3 separate regions of the Sus scrofa genome follow, and all the other regions are linked to region 2. A link is a contact called in public Hi-C and targeted proximity ligation data. All regions are on one chromosome and are shown on one strand. The core of a region is the stretch at or near the end of the contact, and the rest is flanking DNA. Distances in the headings are between cores, read along the strand shown.

The links. A called contact is a pair of places that touch in the nucleus more often than the background predicts.
Region 1: a contact with region 2 is called in a targeted proximity ligation map of skeletal muscle, with 6 times the contacts expected there. A contact is called at or near these places in 1 of 5 promoter capture datasets (liver), 8 of 47 Hi-C or Micro-C datasets (embryonic fibroblasts, fetal heart ventricle, fibroblasts and 3 more) and 2 of 2 datasets of targeted methods (alveolar macrophages and skeletal muscle).
Region 3: a contact with region 2 is called in a Hi-C map of alveolar macrophages, with 3 times the contacts expected there. A contact is called at or near these places in 20 of 47 Hi-C or Micro-C datasets (alveolar macrophages, blood, embryonic fibroblasts and 8 more) and 2 of 2 datasets of targeted methods (alveolar macrophages and skeletal muscle).

Annotation. Positions count from the first base shown.
Region 1 is chr3:94,687,713-94,691,196 of Sscrofa11.1, forward strand. The region is part of intron 2 of PRKCE (protein kinase C epsilon type); the gene reads right to left. Among named protein-coding and RNA genes, the nearest start is that of PRKCE, 180 kb to the right of the region's middle.
Region 2 is chr3:94,863,169-94,866,708 of Sscrofa11.1, forward strand. It overlaps PRKCE (protein kinase C epsilon type), which reads right to left and starts at 1,381. Exons shown (of 16, transcript XM_021088295.1): 1 at 1,250-1,381; 2 at 1-185.
Region 3 is chr3:94,731,380-94,734,891 of Sscrofa11.1, forward strand. The region is part of intron 2 of PRKCE (protein kinase C epsilon type); the gene reads right to left. Among named protein-coding and RNA genes, the nearest start is that of PRKCE, 130 kb to the right of the region's middle.

The DNA of each region.
Region 1 (3,484 bases), core at 824-3,323, 170 kb before region 2:
GGCCCTGATTCCCTGCAATTGCCTCGAGATTACCTCACCACCACCAAACCCAGTAAGCTTCCCTATGACCATGCTAGGCTGTGCCCCAGTAGCAAACCAGAGCGCAAGCTGAACACTGCAGGGATGGAGGCTGGGACAGCCTCCCGAGAGTGAAACAAGCCTGCCAACCTCCCAGCAGTGCCAAGGAAAAGCCCACCATCCAATGCGCATACTCTGGAAGTGCAAAGCTTGTCCACGTCAGCTGAGCCAGATGCCCTGTGCTCACGCACCCCTGGGGCTGTAACCCTCTGGCTGGCATCTGTTGTTACAAAGACTCCACCAGCACAGGAACAGAAACAGCTGCCCAGAGCACACATGTCTCAGATGCCTCTGTGGCTGCCAGCACCAGAACTGGGTGAGCCCTCAGAGGTGCAACTGGGCTTAGGCAACAACCTGGGAAATAAACAAAACGCAGCCAGAGGAAGGTAGGGAAAACCTGAAGTTGTTTGTCATAGACAGACAGACCGAAGATGCTCTTCTCAGAAGCCTGCAAGGAGTAAACCAAGCAGCCTGGGGCTGGGGTGGGGGTGGGGGGGAGGGCATGGCCCACTCATGGCTGCCTTTCTGCCTCTCCCCTCCCCCTGAATTTATCACTGTGGATGTGACTCCTGGGATGTAACACAGACCCTAGTACCCAATTAGCCAAATAGAAGAAAATCCACCACTGGCTTCTCGCAAGTCAAGTTACTCAGATTCTTTAATTTCCTAACTTCAGGGGACCCAAAGTTAGCAAGAAGCTTTCTGAGAGAGTGAATTCAATAGTTCAGCCCTTTGGTGTGAACTATTTTCGAACAAATTCCAACTTCTTTTCATCCAGAAAGAGCAAAGGATCAAAGTTACTGCTGATCAACCTGGCAGCCCCAGGTGTGTTGTTTGAGGCAGTGGGAAGGATGCGGCTGTCGGGCCAAGGTCTCAAGCCTTGAGAATTGCTGTCTGGGAGTTCCACGCAATGCTCAGGGCCCTAGTGGAGTTCAATTCCTTCTCTGGCAGGTCACCTGGGGTATAGGGCTTAATGACAGGGAGCCACCTCAGTGGGAGCCTGGGCCCTTCTGGGACAGTTCCCATCAGTCTTTGTCTCTCCAGACCTAGCATGGTGTCTGGGCACCTGGGGTGGGGTGGGGGGAACAGGTGTCAGTTACAGGGAGGTGACTGCCAGGGCCCAACTGGAAGATTCAAGAGCAATCTCACTTACCTGGTGTTATATTTTGCTTGGGCTGTTACATATGAATCATAGGATACGGATAATTATTAACATGAGTTTATGTTCTGCCTAAGAGAAGCACTGCCAAAGTTAAAAGTTAAGAAACAACTCTCCTTACAGAGAGAGAAGGTTAAAAAGCAAACACTCCTAACCAAGAGAGAAAAGAGAAGTTGGTCTTATGAGAAAGATTTAGCCCCCGATTATGTCATGGATTCACACCTCTAACCCCACAGCATCCCCAACTGCACCCTTCCCACCACTTCAGTGGCCAAGCCAGCTGAGTCAACCAGGTTGAAAGTGCAAAGCCCAGTGACACAAAGCTCTCTACTGCCCAGCATCCTTACAGGGCCTCCACACCCAGGAAAAAGGAAGAAAGTAGCCATGCAGAGCTGGGGATCCTTGGCTGTTCTTCACGTCCAATAACAAACTCATCCATAGACAACCTCCACAGTGCAGGCAGGATGTGGGCCGCTCCAGCAGGAGCACGGCGGCCCTGACCTCATCTGCTGGGACCACTAGTGGGCGCATGATTTTGGCTGCTTTCTAATTTCTCAAGAGCCACAGCACTTCGCTCCAGGGTTGGCTCAAGTTTCATTCTCTGGAAACCAGCTGCTCTTAAAATGCCCTGGGCCTTCCCCAAACTATAAAATTACTCTTCTCCCCTCTGGAGATGACTGGAACGTTAGCTTTCCTGTCTCTCTGTGCCTTTGTACACACTTGTATTTTATATACACAATAGCCGATATATGCTGACTTGACACAATTACTTCTGAAAAGATATATACAAAGAACTGGGAAAGAGAGAGTGCTGGACAAGGGCCAGCACGCTTTGCAGCCCGTCCTCTCAGGCCCTACACTTGGAGCCATCTCTCTGTGCTCCCACACTCTGCCCCTCTGACCTTAGCAGTCACCCCAAAATCCTTCTTCATAAGCTTCTGTGCCTACACTTTGGTTCCATTTCCACCCCTGGTGCCAGTTCTCATAGAATCGCCTTCTAGATCTTTCCTGACGCTCAGCACTCCTAATCCCCTCCTGGAAATCCAATACACTGATGTACAATACAGTCGTCATCATGACAACCTCTTTAACCAAAACTTCCCTGTCCACAGGGTGACATTCAGCCCCTCAACATGGCAGCTCACTTCCTCTACACTGTCCCCCGTGTTCCCTGGGTGCCCCTGCAAATACCCAGCACTGAGATAGGCTCACGTAGCCACCATCCTGCCCAAGCACCCCCACACAAGTGCCTTACACTGGGCTCCAGTGCATTCCTTCCCAGGACCCAGCCTGTCTCCTCCAGCATTGTCCATCTGAGCCATCCCTCTGGGATTGAGCATCATTGAGGTTGGCAGGAACTCTCTTCTCACCTGCACTACCCATCCCCACAGGTAGCTTTTCAGGGGCATCGCCTACTCTATATCCACCCACCTCCCGAACCCCATCCCTTGGCTTCTAGGCAACCCACAAAGGAGCTCCTTAATAAACATTTATTTGCGGCTTGATTTCACTCCAGGCTGTGATGCTCCATCTTTTCCTTTAGAATCTGTAACTTAGGAGAGAGAATTGCTTCAACTTCTAGGTGTTCAATGTTGAATAAAGTGACTCGACGTAAATAATAATCTTGCGGTGCTACAGCTCCTTTCCATCAATCAACTGGTTTCTAAATAATTATAAAAAGGTAGTGTGCCTACCGCCTATGAGATTACCATAGGGCATGGGTTGGTGGGGAGCTTGAAGGGGTGAATTAACCCAGATGAGCCTTTGAAGTTCTGAACACAGAAAATCTCCAACCTCCCTACCCTGAGCTTGGCTCCCCAAACCCTAGAGGCTAAAGATGCTGGCCTCTCTGCAGCCTGTGTTAGATGATGTCCCCAGAACTAAACAAGCTCTCTGGAGGTGTGGGAGCTGCAAGTAGGACCTCATGAGATTTCAGGTGGTTGTCATGGGGGAGAAAGGCCCGGAGGCCAGGGTAAGAAACTAAAGTCCACTTGACCCAGGACAATCTCTCGGAGCCTTAACTGCTTCAACCGTAAACTCCCACAGTGGCAGGGAAGAGCTCTGCAGCAATCATACCTAAACCAGAATGTTTAGAATAAACAAGAACTCAACAAATGAAGAGAAGGAAGCTTTTGGTTTTAAAACTTCAATGGGCCTTTGGGTCCTGGATCAAGACGTAAGGAATCCAAAATATGGCGCAAATGAACCTATCTACAAAACAGAAACAGACTCACGGACATAGAGAAC
Region 2 (3,540 bases), core at 131-2,630:
GAGTGGGAGCCGGGGTCACTCCGTCCGCCCCGAGGGCAGGAACGAAGAACCGACGCCGCGGCGCTCCGAGCCACAGGGACTCCTGGGTCCCCTCTCGCCCCACCCCACACTCTCCCTACACCTTGTAGCGCTGCGCCCTGGCGCGGGCGATTCTCAGCCAGTGCATGTATTTCCTCGCTGGGTTCCTAACGGAAAAGAGGGAGGGGGGGAGAGCTGGGGGATGTCCGTGTTTGGAGCAAGTCTCTCCCCCCTACCACCAGCAGCACCTCCAGAAGAGGAGACGAGCTGTCGGCTTCGCTGCAAGCCGCGGAGGCTTGTCTCGTTGCCTCGCTGGCTCTCCGAGTCCGGGCTGCGGGAAGCGGGCGCCGCGCCCGGCTCTTACCTACCTTTCCGAAACATAATCCCCGGGAAATTTCGACTCCGGGAGGAGAAGGGGGCGGTGGGACGGGGCGGGGACCTGAACCGGGGGCGCAGATTTCAACCCGGATCCTCTTCGAACACCCAGCGCCTGCCTCTGACCGCGCGGGGCGGGGGATGGACCGAGGGATGTACAGTCTATCCGGAGGGATGCATGTCGAGAGGAAATGGTCCTCTTCGGAGCCAAATTTTTAAAAATCCACAAGCCACACGGCCAGCCCGGCCGCCTCCTCTTGGACGAAGACGCGCCGCGCCGCAGTCGGCGATCAGGAGGCGCCAGGAGCCGTGAATCTCACATCCGCGCGGGCTCGGGAGTCGGGGTGGCCGCCGCTCGGGCTCGGGGCGCAGGCCGGCACCGGGCGGTGCGCAGCGCGGCGGCGGGGCCGGGACTGCGACTCGGCGCGGCCCCACCTCCCGGGCGCCGGCGCCCGCCCGCCCCGCTCCCCGCGTCCCCGCTTTCGGCCGCCGCTCGCTCGCCGCCCGCTCTCCCCCTCGGTCTCTTCTCCCTCCGTCGGTGTGCGAGCGAGTCTCCCTCCCTCTAATGCAGGAAATGCGCAAAAGACGTCAGTGTGTGTGTGTGTGTGTGTGTGTGTGTGTGTGTGTGTGTGTGTGTACGCGCGCGCGCGCGCGCGTTCCTGTGTTTGGGGAAATAGAAAGTTTTGCCGGTTGGGGGAGCAATACGGGAAAAGTGAGCAGAGGAGAGGACTACAGAGAGCAGACGAGCCTGCCTGGGTCTCGGCGGCGGGCCGGGGAGCCAGGCGGGGACCCCGCGCGGGACCCCGGGGAGTGGCGGCCTTGAGGGCGGGGCTACGGGCCCGCCAGTTATCCGTACCTGGTCTGTGGTCTCCGCCCGGGGACCAGTGGGTCGCGCATCTCTCCGGGCTCGGCCGCCAACACTCTTTTAGAACCAGGGGTGGAGGAGTGGCGGGGGTCGTGTTGCCGGAGAGGACGCGAGACCCTCCCCCAGCCCCACCTCTACTCGGACTCTGGCAGGCTAGGGCAGCCTGCGGAGTATTGGCCGGTCTGTCTGTCATTCTGTCCGGAGACGCTCCGCTCCACGGTGGTGGGGGAAGGGGGAAAGGGAAGGCTGTGCAAGGTTTGGTATGTGTTTTAAAACATGTATCGTCTCTTCCCATTCTCTGGGGACGTTCTCCCTTTGGGGGTCTGCCCTGGACTTCTCCGGCTGCAAGAACTTGTTGACAAGTGAAAGCTTAGTAGCTCCCTGGCTCCGTTTTGTGTTTGTTTATTCTCTACAAAGTGACTTCATATTTACTCTGGACCTTGCCTATGCCCTTTTGGGGGACAGGGCTCTGGGCAGCGCGCTGACAGCGGCCGTCCGAGCTGCCCGAAAACGGGGCGCGTCCACCGGGATGGCGGGAGGTGGGGGAAAGGGGGGGGGGCGAGTGGCTCTGTGCTAATTTCCTCCGTAACCTTTAAACTCTCGCTGGAAGCCGCGGCTGCGGCTGATCACGTGAGTCGAGCCCTGGGCTGCTGGGGAAGAATTTCCTCCGCGGGGAGCGGGGGACAGGGAAGGCGGCCCGGAGAGGGACGGCCCCGCGCCTGGGGACGCGAACCTGGGAGGGCGGGGCGGAGAGCGCGGAGGTCCCAGGCGCGGCCCTGGTTGGAACCGCCGAAGGACAGAGCTGGGAAGAGGTCATCTCCCCAACCTGTTGTGCAAACGGAAAAAGAAAACCTCGGCCCTCACCCTTGTGCCAAGTCAAGTCAGGGCGTTTGTAGGGATCGTGGTAAGCTGAGTGTTTATCTTGTGAGTCTGGTTAGCGTCGGCCAAAATGTAAAACCTACCTCTCGATCACTTTTTCTCACTGGTAAAAGGTTATCACCGCCTGTGGCTCAAAGGCTTAAAAAAGCTTAAAAGCGAAGAAAGAGGCAGTCCCCTGGAACAACGGGATACCCAGAGCCGCACACAGGTTGCAGAAATGATCAGAAAAGTGCCAAGGTGGTGGTGGCAAAACCTCTCCTAAGGCCTGCAGCCACTGCTCTCTTCCCCAGCTTTCAAGTAATTTCTTGAAGCCCAGCCTCCTGGATGCAGGGGCAAAGTACAGAGAATGCTGGTGTGTAGTCTTAGGGACAGTGGAGACCATTCACATGTTAAAAGCCAGGATATAAAAGTTGTGCCTTCCAGGGCCACTCCCACCAGCTGCAGGCTTATTTTAAAGTCTGTCAGTTTGACAAAGCACACGTGGGATATCTCATTGCTGCTCACGTTTGATTTCTTTGATCATCAGAAAATTTTCCTTCTTGCTTCTTCCTTCCACCATTCTATTCTTATTTAATGCTTCCCCCTTCATAAGGCATGTGATGGGAGACACTGGCAAATAGGGCTGGATCTACAAAGGCATTTGGAAGCAGAGCCAGAGCTAGACATGAGTGAGATGCCTGACAAAGAGGCAGAATTGAAAGGCTACCAACAAACTCAGCCATCAAGATAAAAAATATTTTAATGCAATATTTTTTTAAAAAATCAAAACGAATGTAGAACTCCAGGATGAACATAATATTCAAATTTTGAATAATTTTAAATATCACATTAAAAAATTATTTGTATTGCTGAGTTTATTGGCATCCCTGAAATTTTGTGCCTCACTCCAGCCCCAGCCCTGTGGGGGAGTTGAGAAAGGCACAGACTTCTTTCGTAAAGTTAGGGATTCTTGAGTGTTTCATACCTTCTTCTACTCTTTTGTTGGATGAGTTCTATCTTGCCTGAAAACAGAGAAGAAAAGATTGAAAGACACTGGCCAAAATCCCTCCTCTCCTGTATGTTGAACAGAAAATATATTTAGAATTAAAGACACACTAAACTTGAACTTTTTGCATGGTATTATATTCCCCCACTTCTCCAATTTGGGCAAGAAGCCCAAATATATTAAATAGAATCTATTGCCATCTCAGTGGCACTAAGCAGTCTTAAAACCAATAACCTCCAAATTTCCAACCATTTCCTTGGACCTGGTAAGGTTGCAGGAAGGCAGCATCTGCCTCTTAGCAGACTGCTTGTTACACCATGTGAAAATCAGAATGCAGTCCCCAGATGTGACCAATCCCAGGATGACATCTCCTTTCAATTACAAGTCTTTCTGTCTGGGGGTGGAGGAAAGTGGGGTA
Region 3 (3,512 bases), core at 977-3,476, 130 kb before region 2:
ACCACAAGAGGAGAAGGCCGCAGACTTTCACCTGTCATAAGAGTGGTTGCTGGTCAGATGGTGGGGTCCCATGACCCCAGAAGGTACTGATGAGCTGCAACCCCTCCCTGCCAAGCAACTGAGCATCCAGGAAGCTAATCCTACTGAGGTTTGGAGATGCTTGTCTCCCACTGGAACCTGGGGAGAGCAAATCAAGGTGTTAATTCTGGGATGCCCATGAAGGGGCCCCTTCTTTCCTAAAGCCACCATTCTTGCTCTTGGTCACCTCATTCCCCTGCCTAAGAAGCGCCAGCCTTTCTGCCAAGAAGTCAAATTGGATCCTGTTCCAGCCCCTAGAACTAACCACCCATTTGTAAGAAATATAGGAACAGAAGCACAGGTTAGAAGATGCCACAGGGATACAACCACCAAAGGCCAGAATGTGGGAAACCTCACAGGGCAAATGACTCGTTTTGTCAACAAACGCATGGCAAAACCAAAAAAGGAAAAGGAGAAAAGAGAAATCTATGAATGAAAAGAGATTTTAAAAGCATCAACCAAATGTAATATATGAATTTTACTTGAATCCTGACTCAAACACAGCAGCTGCTTTAAAAAAAATTTATAAGACAATTGGAAAAATTTGAATGCTGACTGGATATTTGCTGATATGAAGGAATTTGTAATTTTTTAATGTGATCATAGCATTTTGGTTATATTTTTAAATGTTCTTATCTTTTGAGATAGATCCAGACATATTTGCAGATGAAATGCATGATGTCTGGAAGATTCTTTAAAAGAATCCACATGGGAGGAATCTAGAGAGAGAGGTATATGTAAACTCAGATTGGCCATATATTGACAAATATTGAAGCTGGTAGAGTGGATTTATTATACTGTTTTATTTTTATATATGCTTAAAATCTTCCATAGTAAAAGAATTTTTAAAAAGCTAAACGATGACCTGGAATCCCTGCTGGCCTAGTGGTTAAGGGTTCAGGATTGTCACTGCTGTGGCTTAGGTTCAATCCCTCCATCCCTGGCCTGGGATCTTCCAAATGCCATAGGCGTGGCCCCCAAAAAAGGGGAGGTGGTAACAACAGAAAAAATCCAAGTTGTTAAAAAAAAGTTTAAAAATGACCATAATAGAGTTTTATGATAAGGAAATTTGAAAATTGTAGTTAAAAATAATCCTATTTAAAGTAACCCATACAAGGTATGCATGTATTAATTTATATATGTGGGCATGTAATATATATTATATATATAATGTATATATGGGCATTGCATATATATAATATCTATAATATATACATGGGCATTAGATAGATAGATAGATAGATAGATAGATAGGCATATTTATCTATATAAGTTTATAGACATAGGAAATCTTCTAGAAGCATATACACCAAACTTGTATTAACTTTGTTTTTTGGGGGAGGATATTCATTTTTTTGGTTTTTTTACTTCAGGTGCTTCTGCATTGTTTCAGTTTCCTGCATCACGCATGTCTTACTTGCCATACATATAAGTGCAGCATAATTGTAGACACAGCGGCTCCCTGGAGCCCCCAGCCCAACGCTCAGGGCTCGTACCCTGGATCCCCACCCCCAACACAAGGCTCTGCTCTAGACGGGCAATCAATCCTTACCCAGACATCTCCATTCCCATGCGCCTTCTATGTCCCCACCCACCAAATGTTCTCCCATACAGGTTTCCAAATCCCGGCTCCAGATCCACCTCCTCTATCCAGGCAGCCCTCCTGGAATGCCTCAGGGGTCAGGACCTGACAATACTTGGCCACTGTGTCTGGAGAGGAAAACCCACCATACTCCACATACAACCTAGGAGACCTTACCACGGGGTTGGGCACATGTTAGATGCTCGATAAAGCATGTTACTTAACTTTTTTGAATCTTGACTTCCTCATTTGCAAGTGGGGACACAGGTACCTAAGTCATTGGACTGCTGTGAGGATAGCCCCAGAAAGTAGATGGAGCTCCCTGTACCTGTTTCAAAGGCTGCATCTGGTGTACACAAAACAACCCCTCTGAGACTTGCAGCTGCGAGTTTTTAGAGACTGGGAAGGGGACCTGAAGATCCACTTGGATCCATACACGGGGAAGAACACGGTACTCGGAACTGCTCCTTGGCCTAAATTTTAGTAATAGAAATAATGTGCTGGGGTCAGGAGGAGGAGCTCTAAAGGTCACACTCTGAACTCCCACTAGGTGGCAGTAGTGTTTTCTTGCCATTATGCAAATAGAGAGGAGGGCCATGGGGGGGGGGACATTCTTCTGAGACTGATGCAAAGGAGGACATTTCTCTATGCATGTCCCCACAGTACTGAACCAGAGGTTAGCAGGGGAAATGCACCGACTTAGAAGACCACCCATCAGTACCAAGGAGGAAACCCCATCCAGGGTCCCTTGGTCTCTCTGTAGGGTAGGTAGGAAGGTTGGGAATAATGGGAGGAGGGGCAGAGGAGGGGATGGTGAGCAGAAGTGTAGGTACCATCACAAAGAGGGAACTCCAGTCAGGAGGGAGAACTTGCTAGAAGTCCAAGCCGTGACTCAACCTTCCTCATCTGAAGAGGAACAGGAAGGCGACCCATGACAATGAGCTCCCCCGCCAGGGACTCCAAAGAGCACAAACGATGTGCACCTAAGCGACCAGGTGTGTCCTCTTGGGAGGTCAGCCTCCAGAGAGACATAGTCAGAAGAGAAAAACCTCTCAGGTTTTCCTTCTTCACCTTCTGCTGCCCGGAACCTCACACTGGCCCCCCACTGCCTCAGGACCAAGTTTGAACTCCTCTGCCCAATGACAGTCCTCAGTCACTGGTGACTCCACCTCCCAGCCAGTGGGCTTCAGAGAAGGTTATATCACCCACCCTCACTCTTCCTTAGTGTTGCCACTGAAGAAAACGAATCTCCCGAGGGGAGCTGACAGGCTATGCCCAAAGCCAACCCGCCCCTCCACAGGGCTTTCTCATCTATGTTGTATCGAAGCCATCTTTTCTCTCCAAAAAGACTGGAGGTCCGCGAGAGCAGGGAAAATGTCATGGTTTAACAGAAATCTGCAAATCGAGGTTCTGGGAGGAGGAGTGCAGGGTGGTCGTTAGGAATGCAGGGTCTCTGCAGTCAGGCTGGGTTCAAAGCCTGAATCTCCTGAGCTATGTGGCCTCCAGGGGGTATTGAACCTCTCCTGGCATCAGTTTCCTCATCTGTAAAGAAATAATGATATCACTGACTTAGTGCATACAGAGGTTATTGAAGATTAAAAATCAAGCACCTGAAGCACCAGAACTGGCACAAAACGGGGCAAAACTGGCATGTGGTCCAGTCCTGCTCCTGCTGCTCAACAGCTGAGGGGCCTGGGCAAGTCACGTGATCTCTCGGGCTTCATCTTCTTTGTTGGCAAAATCAAAAGAGAGTGAGAGTGGGAGGCAGTGGTTTATGCAATGTTCTTTGAAATCCCCTGTGGCTCTGAAACGACATGCTTTTCTGGAACACACGTCTCCCACTCCCCACAGG